2 separate regions of the Mus musculus genome follow, and region 2 is linked to region 1. The links are chromatin contacts, called in public Hi-C maps. All regions are on one chromosome and are shown on one strand. The core of a region is the stretch at or near the end of the contact, and the rest is flanking DNA. Distances in the headings are between cores, read along the strand shown.

What was found. Hi-C and Micro-C count contacts between places; a contact is called where the count stands out from the background.
Region 2: a contact with region 1 is called in a Hi-C map of bone marrow-derived macrophages, with 28 read pairs. The contact joins two enhancer-like sites. A contact is called at or near these places in 3 of 484 Hi-C or Micro-C datasets (the N1E-115 cell line, bone marrow-derived macrophages and uterus) and 1 of 9 other capture datasets (adipose tissue).

Annotation. Positions count from the first base shown.
Region 1 is chr8:122,016,043-122,023,786 of GRCm38.p6, forward strand. Banp (BTG3 associated nuclear protein) reads left to right here. Exons shown (of 14, transcript NM_016812.4): 12 at 4,477-4,602. Among named protein-coding and RNA genes, the nearest start is that of Mir7237, 42 kb to the left of the region's middle. Within about 2 kb of position 4,514, at least 65 of the 459 cell types and tissues checked have an H3K27ac peak or open chromatin away from gene starts, as enhancers often do. A contact at or near this core is called in the N1E-115 cell line and bone marrow-derived macrophages, where this site is marked.
Region 2 is chr8:122,190,861-122,198,604 of GRCm38.p6, forward strand. It overlaps a transcript of Zfp469 not described here. Among named protein-coding and RNA genes, the nearest start is that of Zfp469, 36 kb to the right of the region's middle. Within about 2 kb of position 3,216, at least 32 of the 459 cell types and tissues checked have an H3K27ac peak or open chromatin away from gene starts, as enhancers often do. A contact at or near this core is called in the N1E-115 cell line and bone marrow-derived macrophages, where this site is marked.

The sequences.
Region 1 (7,744 bases), core at 3,264-5,763:
AATTCTCGAGACTCTGGAAGGGCTTTCTGCTTCTTGTACTAGATCCTTGGTATTCCTTGGCTTATGGTCACATCATCCTAGATAGCTTCTGTTGTTTTACAGCCTTCTAGAATTGTGCTCTGTGTTTGGATGTCCCTATTTTTGGAAAGACACTTGTCCTTAGGTTAGGGCTTGCCCTGATCCTCTAGGGGCCCTGTTTCTAAGTGAGGTTATACTAAGCTATGGAGGCTCATCAAACTTGCAGAGACAGTCCAACCCACAGGACCAGGACCACCCCACCTCCACCCTACATCACCATTGGCATTGTTTCTGGCTTCCTCTACCTTAAGGTTCCCTCCTGCTCACTCCCAGTTTAGCGGCAAAGCCCATGAGAGCGCAGTATTGGAAGCATGGCTAGGCGTCAGCCTGGGGGCTTCTCTCAGGCAGCCTGCCTGGCTGCTGCATACCTGTCATTCCATAGCCCAGGCCCTCTCCTGGCTCAGTGTGCAAGACCACATCTTCCTAGGGCTTTGGAGATGAGGCTAGGAGGAGTCACTGCAGCCAGGGGCTCTAGACCACATCTGTCGTATGGTGGCATACCCCTCCACCCCAAGGTCGTGAGGCCCTAAGTCTGAACCCCCGGTGCCATGTAAATGCTGTGCATGGCCCCAGTGTTGGAAGCAGGCACAGTTAGATCCAGGGAGGAAAATGTGGAGCTCCATATCTGCTGAGAAGCCCTATCTCAGTGGAGTGGGGCAGAAAGCAATGGAGGAAGACATCTGGTGTTTCCCTCTGGCCTCTACATGTGTGTGCCATAACCCCTTTCCCATGCAAACACATGCATAACATATGCGTGCATACACATACACACACACATACACACTTAGAGGGCTTAAAAATGACAGAGCTGAGCAAGAGTGAGAGCACCTACACTTGAGAGGCCACAGAGGGCAGCTGCTCGTCTACCTCTGGAGGCCAGGCAGGGCTACAGAGCAAGACCAAGCTGCTAGTTTATGTCAGCTTGACACAGGTAGAGCCATCAGAGAGGAGGGAACCTCAGTTAGGAAAATGCCTGTAAAATCTGGCCTGTAGACAAGCCTATAGGGCATTTTCTCAATTAGTGCTTGATGTGGGAGGGCCCAGCACTTTGTGGGTGCTGTTGCTCCTGGGCTGGTGGTCCTGGGTTCTATAAGAAAGCAGACTGAGCAAGCCATGGGGAGCAAGCCAGTAAGCAGCACCCCTCCATGGCCTCTGCATCAGCTCCTGCTCCAGGTTCCCGTCCTGCTTGAGTTCCTGACTTCCTTCGCTGATATACATACTACACTGCAGACGTGTAAGCCAAATAAACCCTTTCCTCCCCAGCTGCCTTTGCTTGTGGTGTTTCATCACGGCAGTGGTAACCTTAACTAGGACAGAGACCCAGAAAAGCAGTCGCTGGGGATATGGCTCACTTGGCAGAGTGCTCGCCACACAAGCATGAGGACCTGGATTCCAGGCCCCACACCCACATAAGAAGCCTGGTGTGACATTTGCATCTGTAATCCCAGCCCTGAAGACCTGGGTAGAGGAAATTTTCTAGGGTCTACGGGCCTGCCGGGCTTGCCAGATTAGCAATTTCCAGATTCAATGAGAGACCTCATGTCAACATAGAACATAGAGAGCAATTTACATTGATCTGTGGTGCTGGGCGTGGTGGTGCATGCCTTTAATCCCAGCACTCGGGAGGCAGAGGCAGGTGGATTTCTGAGTTCGAGGCCAGCCTGGTCTACAAAGTGAGTTCCAGGACAGCCAGGGCTACACAAACCCTGTCTCAAAAAACAAACAAACAAGCAAACAAACAAACATTGATATGTGGCTGGTAGATACACATACATGTGTGCACGCACACACACATGCATACACACACATACACAAATATACTGGTGTAGGGAGGGACAGCGAGACACAATCAGAGTTTTGCTGTAGGAATGTGTGTATATGTGAAATGTTTGTGGCTAGTCTCTGAGCAGGTCAGTGGTTGGAGGTATTACTGGATAGCCGTCTTTCTAGCACCTCGCCACTCTCGGGAGAAAACTTCCGTTTGAGCTATCACGTGGGTTGCAGAAAGATCCTTGTTGGGTTGGATCAAGTTAGTGAGAAACAAGTTTAGCGTCTTGGGCCTTTTCCCTGCAGCTGTGGTCCAGGCCGTCTTCTGGCCACACTAATCTCCGCAGGGAAGCGTGTCTACTCCTGGCACAAGGCTTCCTTTCTCCTATTTTGGTTTTACCCCTAGTAGACTCTTGGTGGGCCTTGGAGTTTGATGTGCAGATACTGCTGAAAGGTCCTGGGGCTTCTTGCATTGACTTTAGGGTTAGCACCAGTTTTGCATTATCTCAGTTGGGTTTTAAGTAGAGCTGCAGAGTTGGCAGTGGATGGAGGAAAAGCAGATGGTGTATGTCCAAAGCACAGTCCTCCTGGTTCCCTCAGTGCGCAGTTTCCAACTCCTGCCCGCCGCTGCTCTTTCTTACGTCTGAAAAGAATTGGCACTGCTTCAGAATGTGTTAGGGGAGCTGCAACCAGTGAAGCCGGGAATGTAGCAGTGCCTGCTCCTCGTCCTCGTCTCTGGCGTGTCAGTCTGTGCTGTCCCTTGGGGATCCCTGAGGTCAGCTGTAGGCTAGCTGGCGTTGGCTGCCGGGAGATGAAGGGTCTGGCTGTTGACCTGGCGTCAGCTCTCATGTCACTGCAGTCAGACGTTTCCACATCCAGAGCCTGTTGGGAGAACCTGCAGATCAGGGCTCTGTTCCAGATGCGGGGTGAGCAGGCAGAGTGAAGGGAATGGAAGTTCATCTTTGGGAGATAAGTGCAGACTTGCCCCTGTGTGCCATGCCATGGTGGCCTGCATTGCTGCATTCTTTTGTAGCTGAAGGCTTGTATCTGCCAGACTCCTCCCTGTAGCAGCGGGGATCCCCAAGAAGACTCACTACTTGGTTTTCTTGGGCAGCCAAAATGTACCCTCGTCACCCAACCCAAGCTCATCGATGCTGTCCAATAGCTGGGATCTGACTCAGGTTTTTATTATTCACCAATTTAACATTAAGGTCAAACCTCAACCTGTGCGGTTGATTCTCTTGAAGCACTGCTAGATGCCAGAGACTGGAATGTGCTTGATTCAGGCATGCAGCGGACCTTCCTGTGCTCATTGTGATACACCACACATTTAACATTTGTAGTACATACCTGTTGGGTTCCTCTGCAATTGTCAGTCACAGAGCAAGTGGTCCAGTGTTGCTGGAGTCTCTGGAGCCTTGTTTGTGGGCTGTGTGGTTAGATGCCATGTGTCCTCCTCCCTGCCCTGCCTGCCATCTCTGGCTCCCAGCTGTCTTCCTACAGTGTCCTTGTGGCTGTCATAGCTCTCACCTGAGAGTAGCATTACCAGTGACACCTTACTTAGCTTGTCTCATGTAGCTCTGGCTGGCCTCCAACTCACTTAAATAGCCAAGGCTGGCTTTCAACTCTGCTTCTCCCTATCAAATGCTAGGATAATCAGCCATCATGTGTGGCTTAAAGGTGCTTGTTTTGTTAAATGCCTCGGAAACTCCTTCTGGTGCTGGAGGCAGACTCAGGAATGGCCCACACAGCAGAGCAGGTGTTTGTCTTCCCCTGTTGCTGGAGGAGGAATGGTCACTAGTATGACAACTCCTGAGAGTGGACCAGAGGCCCACGGGGCAGGCCCAAGAAGCATGGCTAGAACTGGACACTTTGAGGGACGGCCAGGCCTTCCTGGCAAGTACCCTCCTAGTGAGTATGATGATGGCACCCTGACACGTATCTTGATCTCTTCATCACAGCAGCCAGCCAAGGTGATGGCTCACCAGCTCCTCCCTACAGCTGAACCAGATGTGGTCAGATCCCGTAGCCAGGATCCAGGCCCCACAGCCTCCTCACTGGGAGACAATTTGTAAGCCAGGCCTGGTAGCTTCTAGTCTTTGAAAGCCATGACTTTCTAAGCTTTTTTCCAGCTGGGAATCTTGCTTCCATTCATTGATTGGTTGGTCAAGTTACACCTTTGTCTTAATATTGCAAATTCAGGTTTTCCTACAGTATAACACCTCACGTCTCAGCAGCTTCGCGTTTCATATAGAAAGTGGTTTTCTTGGCAGTGCTGGTAGGACAGCGCTGCTGAGCAGGGAGGGTGTTGTTTGCTACAATCAGCACAGCAGAGTTTTCTGGGAAACTGGTTCTGTGATTGCAAGAGTTTCCTTAAATGCAACTGCAGCTACTTTAAATTCATCATGGAGGAACCTGTAAAAATGTAACATGATTGGGGAACTGGTTATGTCATAACTCCTAACTTGGGGTTTCCAAATGTGGCCTGGCTTCTGAGTTACCAGGAGATAGCAAACCAGGCAGCCACAGTGTATCAGCACCTCTCCTTTTCCTACCTCTTCCCCACAAGGTGGGATCTGTGGCTTGACAAGTCCCTGCAGAGCCTATAGCCCCCATTCTGATCTCTTCCAGTCGTGGGGCCTGTGCCAGAATCCCATTCCTGTCAGCGGTGACTCAGTGGCCCAGGCTAATCCCTCCCAGCTTTGGCCTCTGGGAGGAGACACACTTGATCTGCCTGCTGGAAATGAAATGATCCAGGTTTGTAAGTGTTTCTTGTCGGGAGATGTGGGTGGCCTGACCAGTGTTTTCCAGGGACCTTGAAAGAAGGGTCAGGTCAGAGCTCTGGACAGCAGGCACGTCCTGCTTGCCATAGGTCCTTACAGAGCCTGTGCCACACACTAAGCCCAGGCTTACAGAGGCTGCCACAATGACTGCCACTGTCTATGCTGAATCCCACAGAGGCCTGAGGCTAAGAGCTTGCTTGGGCAGCCAGAGACATCAGAGTGGAGGTGCATGTTAGGGGTTTGGCATTGCTGACAAGGTCACTGTGAACAGGCATGGACTTTACATGCAGATGTGTGCATGTGCACATCTATGACCACATGTGTCTTAAGACATGTGTATAGGCATACGAAACAATTGATGGCATATGAAGACATATGGCTTGATGAATGGCCATTAAGTCAGGCCCATCTGCTGAGCTTGGAGCCTTCGTCCCACGGAGCCTTTCATTCTTGGAGACAGGGCCATTCTGCTATTGCAGCAGTTCTGGTGTTTGTGTCCTTTCCTTCCTTCTGAAGCTGCTGCTTCTGCTGTTCAAGGAACCCCCCCCCCCTCCCACTGCCTGTCCTTGGGTTACCCTGGTGGATGGCCCAGGGTAGGTCAGGGGAGACAGCCAGGTACACGTGGGCCAAAGATCCTCCATAGACACTGTCCTGTCTGTTTGACCTCAGGTTCTTGCAGTGAGACTAGGAAGCTCCGGGGACTCAGATGCTGTGTGGGAAATGTTCATCTGTCTGTAGAGCATGGCTTCGCTAGCCTGCAGGGTTGGCAGAGAAGCATGTGGGACCCAATAAGATCCACAAGAACTGCTGAGTAAAGAGAGCAGGAGGTATTCTGGGTAAATGCAGGGGAAGAGAGAGCCCAAGCTGCCCTGCCTACCCATGAAAGGTCAAGAGTCTGGAAGAGCCAAGGCTCTAACCAAGTCTGCCACCAATGGCCGTCCCCAAACAGGAGCTCTTGCTTGCTCTTTCCTAAATATAAAATTCTAGGTTTTGTTTCACGTTGACCTGCTTGGTCAGATGAAGCAGAGCACCAGGCCTGGAGAAATGTAGTTCTGAGCACAGACGATGACCTTGCCTACAAGTCAGTGTGAAGGAGAAACCCAAGGGCTCTGTCAGTGACTCTTAGAAGACTGGATCATTGTACTCTGTTCAGGCTTTTCCCTCTGCAAGGGGCCTAGCTTAATCTAAAACCAGGAGCCTTTACTGTCAGCCAGCTGTTGGGCAACTCAGCATCTGTTGCCCTGCTCTGCTCTGAAGAGGGAGGGTGTGGCCAGTAGCATTGTGCAGCAGCTGTGCCAGAGTGGGTGTGGAATAGGGAACGCTGAGGTTTTGGGGGCAGAAGTACCAGGCAAGTGTTTATGTGGACTTTTGAGCTTGCCTGGAAACCAGAGCCCAGATGTGTGTTTGCACACCCTCTTTCCTTTTAATTAACCTGAGTTTAAGCACCTAGAGAGGGCCGAGGGCCAGCTCCCCTGTGTTTGCATAGCCCACTGCCTGTCACCATGGCCCATGGAGATTCCTGTCCTCCTATGCCCAGATGTTGACATACAGAAAAGCATCAGTAAGCAGGTTCAGGGAGGTGTGTCTGGAGGGCTGTCTGTGTGCAGGGACAGGCTGTCACTGCTGCTGCTGTCTCTTGACTCTTCCCTGAGCAGAGTCTGTCAGGTCCTCCATAGGTGCGCGGACTCACACTGGAAGTGAGATGACCCAGAAGCCACTGCACTCTCCAGGAAAGAGGTAGAGCGACCACTTCCCAAAGACATGCCAAGAGTCCTTAGGAAAGAGCCACTTCCTGATTCTGTCACTGCAGCCCATCTGACGGAGTTCAGCAGCAGTTGCCAAGGGGACAGCTATATTCAGTCTTTTGGCAGTCATTTCCCCAAATAGTTCTCACTTTTTCTTAGCTATTCAAAAATGTTAAAAAGGGCTTTTCAGTCATTAAAAAAAGTACCCCCCCCTCAATATTTTCCCACTACCGTGAACCTGAGTGTGTTTTCGTTTGGCAGACCCTCATTAGCATAAGAGACACTGTCCTCGATTGCAGTGTGTCCTTTAAAAAGGCACATGTCATCTGACAGCACAGCTCTTCTTAGAAGTTGACTGGGTGTTTGTGCTGCTGTCTCTGCTTGTGGGGAACCACATGGTCTTCTCCATACCAAAGGGTGGTGTGCCATCATGCCACAGGAGCCTCCAATATGGGCATTCCGTCCACTGCTGTTCTTGCCTGCCTGGGACTGTACAACACTGATGAGGGCGGGGCCCATGGTTCCTGGCAACTGTGAAGGAGCAGATGGAGGCTCTGCATTGCCTGCCTCGAGCCCCCTGCCCAGTTGTGTGAGCACCAGGTGTGGTTTGTGGGAAGTGAATCAGTGGTAAGAATATCCAGGGCTGGGGTCACCCCAAGGGTCACCCTGAGTTTAGTCCCTCCTCCAGGTCCATTCTGAGGCAGGGTCACTAGTTATACAGGGTCAGGATGCTGGAAGGATGCAGCTAAGAAGGACCGAGGGGTCTGTTCTGTAGTGACTTGCTCCTGGTGTCTCTGCTTATACCCTCCCCACAGCCTGTTTACCTCTCACTCTCCCCACCACAGTAGCTCTTCCCTTCTCTCTCTCTCTCTCTCTCTCTCTCTCTCTCTCTCTGTCTGTGTGTGTGTGTGTGTGTGTGTGTGTATACGCACACAGAGGTGGATGGTATCCTCATCTGTCTTTACCTTTTTCCTGAGACAAGCTTTCTCACTGAACCTGCAGCTCACTATTTTGGCTAGGCTGGATGGTGAGCTAGCTCCAGCAATCTTCCTGTTTGGGTTACAGGCTAGCTCCAGCAGTCTTCCTGTTTGGGTTACAGGCATACACAGCTGCCCTTGATTTGTGTGGATGCTGAAGCTCCAAACTCACGTCCTCATGCTTGCATACAAGCAGTCTACCCACCGAGCCATCTCTGCAGCCTCCCTCTCCTTTTGCTTCTCTATCTAAAGTTATTGGCTCCACATGGGCTCTGTCCAGGGCTTTGTTAAGCTCTTCTGCCGTCTTCAGTGTGCCCGTGCAGGCTTCAAGTTCTAGCTTATTTGTTTTGACACGGGCTTTAAAAGACTAATGCCTGTGTGTCACAAGGGTGTT
Region 2 (7,744 bases), core at 1,966-4,465, 170 kb after region 1:
TGCCTGTTTTATAGGGTGACATGTCCCGCCGGCATCACAGCCTGCTGCTAATTACCAGCTCCCTGCATCTCCCACCACCCAAGCCTCTCCGGTGAGGCTCGTCTGGAGCAGCAGTCAGGATAGTTCTGGCAAAGCTGTCAAATGGCCTCTGCCGCCGCCGCCTCGGCTAATGATGATGTCTGCTGTGGGTGAGGTGCTTCCCAAAGCGCTTTCCCAGCCTCGGCCTGTGAGGACCGTTCTCATCAAGAGACAGGGCCCTTACTAGCGAGGGAGGGGACCACTCTTAAGGGAACTTCCTCCCTGACTTCCTGCTCCTTTCCTGGCTCAGACCCAGAGTCCTGCACCTGGACCAGTTGGCCAGGCTTTAGCCTCCCATTCCTCCCCGCCACCCCCAGGGCAAAGGCAGCTGTGCACTGGCCTCTGTTCCTTGGGCTCTGCATTCAGTCACTGGCCACCGAAGCCGATAATTCTCTAAGGTAGACTGGGCGGACAACCTTTCTCATAGGAACCTCAAAAAAGGAAAGTGTGGGGAGCCAGGAATGGATCTTCTGGGCCATGGACAGACTCCCTTTCAGTGCTCCCAGCGGAATAGTCAGAGGCCCCTTCCCCCCCACACACACACCTCCAGGCAGGCAGGGGCTCTAGCATTGGGCACTGATGTCCTACCCACAAGGCCCAGGGTTGGGTCCAGTCTGTGGGCAGGAGTTCTCTGATTGACTGGTGATATTTTCCCCCAGCACCCTGGGGTCTTACCGTACTCCTGACTCTCCTGTCAGAAGGCTACCGCTCTGTCCCAACTGCGTGGACAAGGAAAAGGCTATCTTGCTAATAGCTGTTTCCCTCCCCCCACCCCCTCCGGGACATTTTCTACTCTCCTTTGGACTTGGCTATCTAAAATGAGCTCTAGGGTGCCCAAGCACAATTTAGCTATCGTAGAAGGACCCCAGGGGCCCAAGGAGAGCCACGTCAAATGTAGGCTGCTGACCTTTGAACTAGGTAAACCTGTGTTCCCCTAGAACCGGTGAGTGCACCTCAGTTTGGAGATATATTTTTGCAGATGTGGCCAGTTATGATGAGACAGTGGTGGTATCTCTATCAGAGAGAGTGGGATGTGGGGGCTGGGACAGCGTTATCACAAGCCAGTGATGTCAGGGAGGAGCCTGCCATGGAGCCTGAGGAGGGAACATGGCAGCCACGCCTAGGTTTCACATTGTGCTAAGGGGGTCTTCTCACCCTCCCAGCTGCCCTGACACTTTCCTTATTCTGGGATTTCAGTCAGAGCAGAGGTGTACAGTGAGAGAACTCCACCTCAGAAGACACCACAGAACAGAGGGTTGGGAGTGTCGGCCAGAGTCACGGGCCTCTACCCCAGGGTACTCTAGCTTGGCTCTGGGCAGCCTGAGTTGCAGCCTGTTTCTGAGACAGGCCCTCCCCTGTATGGACTCTTGTCTCCACAGCCTCGCTTTGTCATGGGGATTGGCCCCACGTCTCTGCTCTCCGAATCAGAGGGGATGTCCTCCCAGCCTTAAACACAGTGCGCCTTGTGGGAAAAGGCACAGGGGTCACAGTGTGTGGGTGCTTCAGCAGCTCCATGTGTCCCTCTGCTGCTCTCTACAAGCTGGGGCTCCTCTTTTGATGGGACATTCAGCCACCAAAGAAATCAAGGCTAAGAGTGACTGTCTGTCTGACGGAGGTTACCCAATAGATACAGGATGCACCCTGCATCCAGATCTTACAAACCAACCCAGGGACTCCCCTGGAATTCTGTCAGCAAGTGGGGCTAAGAACTTGGCCCTGGCCTCTGTCTTTGTAGAGGAGTGTGGGCGGGGATGGGGGTGGGGTGGGAGCTAAGACATGATTTTGAAATGGCAGGCACCAGGGAGCCTCAGAGAGCAGTGAGGTGCCTGTACATACCACTCCAAGGATCCCCACTCCTCCAACACTGGCATTCTCCACAGAAAAGCAGCGCTAGACAGGGAAGGAGGACCAGGATTCATCTTTCTTGGGTCACAAGGGCATCTGTCCACCCCCTTGGACAGAGCAGACCCGTGGGAACAGGAGTAGGAGGACAGGCATGAGCTGCAGTGAGATAGACCCCAGATGTGTGCCAAGTGGGTGGGGCCGGCAGTGCAGAGGGAGCAGGGGTCCTGGACCCCAAGACAAGAACTTGAATTCTCTTCTGAGGGTACAGCGGTCTGTGTGGTGTTTAGTGGGAGAATACTGGGATCAGAGCCCAAGACACTGGCCCTGGGGGGTCAGCATAGTCTCCACCCCCAGTCCTGCGTACCCACCAGGAAGCCCCTTCCCAGCATGCAATCCAGGCCTGCATGCTAGCAGGGCAACAGTAGACAGGAGGGGTGCAGAACAGTGGTGATAAGAGTGAGCCAAGTATAATAAGCCAAGCGTCACAGGCCACATCCACAGGGTCCCATAGGTGCCATCTGCCATCAGCAAACTCTGGGTGGTCCACAAGCTTTGTGGGGGTGGGCAGTGCTGGGATCAGGAGCCAGAGGCCCCAGGGAGTTGGATCTGGACTGCTTATGAGCACATAGGGGGCAGGGCAGTGGGGCTCCAGGCCACAGAGCTCAGAGGGGGTGGATGTGAAGGTGGGGTCTCATGGGGAACTGCTGAGGGGTGGACAGAACCCTGAGGGGCAGTGACAGAGCAAGGGCCTCCAGGGAGGGAGTGGTCCTAGGTGGTCATCCGTCTGCAGAGTCCCATTGCCCCTGCGTGATGCTTCGTGCCTGCCCTTCAGGACCCAAGGATCAGCTTTCCGTGTAAAGCCCAGAAAGCAAACCTCGCAGCTTGGCTGGCCACATATGGTCTCTGTTACGTGGTCCCTTTTATTATTTTTTCTATAATCTTTTAAAAAGACGAGGAATCCGTACTGAGCTCAATAGAACAGGCCTGGCTGAGCCTGTTAACTCTCCCCAGCCCTCTGCCAACAGCGCCATGCCTGGTAGGCATGAATTGGGAAGGGAACCTCCCTGAGGGACTATGGACGTCTTGCTAGTGCTGATGAAGCCCCCACTCGGTGCTGGACACTCTGGGATGGGGATACTCAGGAGCTAGAACACCCCGATCTAGAGACATGTCAAACCCTTGGGCTCCAAATCCAAGACCCCAGGAAAGAGACCGCCAGGAGGCCATGACAACCAGGGGCCACATATTAGGAAGCTAAGTCACCGTGAACTAAAATAAGCCCTTCCTGTCCCAGGGTTAACCACAGGCTGTGTCACAGGACCTAAAATGTCCCCTCCCAGAGGATGAGCTGACAGGTCAGAGGGTATGACCTCCCTCAAGCTAGGTTAAGCACAGCCAGAGAGTGTGAGCTTCCAGAGCACGGGAGGATGAGATTATTGGTCCAGCGTCCTCTAAGGACTCCTGTCTGACCTTGAGTTGGCTCAGGAAGCCACAGAGGTCACCCTGTCCCTGCCCAAGAGGGAATGAGCTACTCAGAGCCTCTAGTGTATGCTTTCAGAGCCAAGGGCAGCTCACCGGACCCGGGAACTCCTAGCATCCAATGGGCCAGGAACACGCTGGGGCAGTATCCCCGCTCTGCTTCTGCAGAAGACCCATGTGGCCTGCCTAGGAGGTTAATGTGTTTAAAGAGGAAACGCTATTTTTTCCTAAAAGACTTTGGAGGAGGCCGAGATGGGCTGTGGGAGGGGCCACTGCTTCTCTTCTCTCCTCTCTTCTCCTCTCCCCTCCCGGGGGACTCAGTCTGGGCCTCACTCCAGGACACTTGGCTCTGGTCCCCTGCCATCATCTCCATCCCCACTTCCTTCCACATCCACGTGAATTCCTCACCCCCGAAGGCAGATGCTCTCAGCCCAGGGCATCTCTACCGCCTTGTTGGACCAGGAGATGAGCAGCCAGTGAGATGGGGCCAGCCTGGCCCATCTGGGGATAGACTCTGTGTTTTAAGTTGGCCTCAGCAAAGCAGGGCAGCTGCCTACTCTGTATGGAGAGACGAGACGAGAGGTGAGCAGCCGACTGGGTGCACAGTGAACAAGGGTGAGTTGAGGAGCAGAGGCAGGTGGGAAGGCTGTCCTTGGGGCAGGTGACTCAGGGGACACTTGGCTGGGGCAGGGACAGCTCAGCATTGCTGGTAGGACAGGAAGGGTAGACTGTTACTTGGAGTTTAGATTCTTACAGCACCCTCATCCTCAAACCCCAAATCCCACCCCCAAACCCATTAGTGCGAAGAGCAGATGTTCTACCAATCTTACACTCTGCACAGTCATTACTAATCGATCATGAGCACACTCCACTGAATCCACTAGTAGAGCCTAGGGATGAATGCTCCTGTGGGAATCCTCCTCACCAGCCCGTGGGAGTCAGTGAGGCAAGGGTGAGGCAATGGCTTCCTACACCCTGCAGTGCTGCCTTTGCGATCACTGCCCGGAGCTGAAGTGACACCTGTGTTGACTCCACTGGTCCCCACACCTGACACTCCTCTGTGGAGGATAATGGCTTTGTTCCCTTCTTCTGCACCCTTGGGTGATCTGTGAGGAAGGTGGAGGTGGGAGCCCTTATACGTGCTAAGGGACAGACCTCGGTCGTAGGATCAGGGTGGCGAATAGGAGTACAGCCTGTTTCTCTCTGCATTGGTGCCTATATTGGGTAAGAGCAATTAAAGATGTATAAGGAGCGAGTATTAGCATCCCCATGGCAACCATCAGTGTAGGACATGTGTTGCCAGCAGCCTCCAAATGTTTGTCCATGCGGCTGAAGAATACATGGGTAGGTAGCAGGCCTGAGACTGCCTGAGGGCAGAGGGCAGAGGGCAGAGGAGGGATGCAATCTTAGTTACAGTTTCTTTTCTTTCTTTTTAAAAAACTACCAAGACCAGAAGCAATTTGGAGAGGAAAGGGTTATTTTCACCTCAAGACTCTCTGATCACATCCCATCCCTGAGGGGCAGGAACTGAATGAAGGAGAAGCCATGGACTGCTGCCTGGTGGCTTGCTCCCCCCGGATTGGTCAGTTTACTTTCTTAAACATCCCATGACCACGTGCCAAGGGACAGTAGTCGTGGCCTGGGACCTTCTAAATCAATCATGAATCAAGAAAATACTCTCAGGGGCTGAAGAGATGGCTCAGTGGTTAAGAGCACTGACTGCTCTTCTAGAGGTCCTGAGTTCAATTCCCAGTAACCCCATGGTGGCTCACAACCATCTGTAATGGGATCTAATGCTTTCTTTTGGTATATTTGAAGATAGTGACAGTGTACTCATTATATATATAAATATATGCATATACATATATATGTATATATATAATTTTAAAAAATTCTTAGCTGAGATTTCTTCTTCTCAAACAACTCTAAAACTGTGAACTTAACAAAAAAACTAATGACCATAGCCAGCTGCCTGCCCACCCATCCACATGTGTCCACTAGAATTTTCTCCCTAGGTTCAGGCACTGGCTAGAGGCTTGCCACAGCAGGGTTGGCTCCCAGGGACCCACTACAGGGTGGGGACCCAGGGAGGACCCTGTGCTTGGAAACCAGAAGCTGGACCCCCATCAATGTGAAAGAACAGGAGGGCCTCGGTCTTTATCCTCAAAGAGGATCCTGGGTGGGGGAGGAGGTCTAACCCAAGACTGGCTCAGCTCACTCCTGAGAATCTACAGGGTCTAGAGGCCAGAGTGTGCAGCTGCACGCTGCATGGCAAAGTCTCTCCTGTGCACCTGCAGACTCCGAGCCCACCTCACCTGCTACAGGTTAAGCAGTAGGCAAGCAGAAGTGTGTGCTGCAGCAGGGGAGAGGCCGTATCCCCTGCCCCTTTGGTTCCTCACAGGCTGACGACATCCTATTAAGTCATGCTCAGTCCTAGAAGCCACGGGCATACTCCCAGCTCAGGCCTGGGGTCCTAACATGTCTCCAAGCCATGCTTAGCATGCTCTTGGGGAACTGCCCAGCTGTGGGATGCCCAGGGGACAAACCACAGGATCATGGCCATCTCTTAGTGTCAAAGCAAGGAAATGGTTCAAGTATGTGTGCACGCACACACATACGCACAGGTGTGCACACATGTACGTACAGTCGCGTGTGCATGCACATGTGAGTGCTGTGGTGTCAGAGGGGCACAGGTGCCAACTGAATGGCTTCCAAGGCTGGAGCCACTGGAGCAGGAAAATGAATAACCGTGCAGGGTCATAACCCAAAGGATAAAATAAATACCCACAAGCCCATAATGGTCCAAACAAGCTCCCGAGTGAATAAATAATAAACCCGGGACTGTAAATGCTTCCAGACACTATAAGGAAGCTCAGAGAAGAAGGCGCCTGTGCCAAGTGGGAACCATGCTGGGTAGTAAGGGGATGGGGCTGGGGGTGACTGCAGAAAAGTGACTTCAATAAGTGACAGACCCGGGGCAGGGGCAGGCCGTGGGAGGGTAGGGTTCAGCCAGGGCACCAAGACCAATGTCATGGAAGGACACACTGCTAGTCTAGGCTTGCCATTATATGCAGAAGGGCACTCACTCTAGGGCTATCCTCCAGATGACCCCTTACTCAGTTCAACCCTGAGGAACATGAGGGATGCACTCCTAGAAATGATTACAGACGCCAAGCAACAAGAGAAGGCTAGGAGGTTATCATGGCGGAGTTCAGGACAGAAGGTGTGGCTGGGACTCCTCACATCTAGGCCACAGACAGGAAGCAGACAAGAAGTGAGGCCAGACTACAAAACCACAAGGCCCTCCCACAGTGACCCCCATTTCGTCAGATGAAGACACCCCCCCAAGGTTCTATAATCTCACCAAACAGCGCCCCCTCTGAGGACCAAGTGTTCCAACACATGAGCAGTCTGGAGACAGTTCATATTTGTTTTACAACGAATGAAATGTAAAGTGTATCCCTCCCCTCCCCTCCCCTCCCCTCCCCTCCCCTCCCCTCCCCTCCCCTCCCCTCCCCTCCCCTCCCTTTACCATCTTTTGCTCTCTTTAGTTCACCCAGATTGCAGACAGTATCAGTCAGCTACTGCTAAGTAACAGCCAGCCATGGAAATGGCAGCAGCACATGGGGATAGGCACCTGTCTCTCTCACCTTTGGGGCAGGCGATGTTGGTTGCATCTGCACCCAGCTGAGGAGAGGACGAGGTTGACTTGTGTCAGCTTCTCCCCATGAGCCTCATACTTCTCAGGCTGAGGAGAGCTCAGGGCTTGCTCCTCTCATGGTAGGCTCGGGAGCTCCCAGGGGCAACTGTAAACTCAGCCACTACCCAGCGAAATTCTTGCTGAAAACTTGTATCTTCCATGCAGGCCTGTGTTGGAGGAAGATATGGGGTGTCTGTGGAGTACATGGGTCATCCGTGGAGGACATGGGGTGTCCATGGATGACATGGGGCATCAGTGAATGATATGGGGCGTACTGGAAGACATGGGGCATCAGTGGAGGACATGGTGTGTCAGTGGAGGACATGGCGTGTCCGTGGAAGACACGGGGTGTCAGTGGAGGACCTGGGGTATTCATAGAGGATATGGGGTACCACTGTAGAAGCAGAAGGCTTTAGGGGTGAGAGGAGTTTGAGTGGAGAACTGTGTCCACTCCCATGGACCTTAAGTCCACCATGTCCCTCTTGGCTTCTGGGCCCATTGCAGAGCAGGATAGATTCTCAGGGATGACCGTGCACTCTTAGGCCTGGGTCACCTGCCTTCTCCAGCCACACGGGGACACTCTAGTGTCATGTGCATCCCACAGGGGACCTCACGGATTACTACAATCTTCTAACAGCTTTC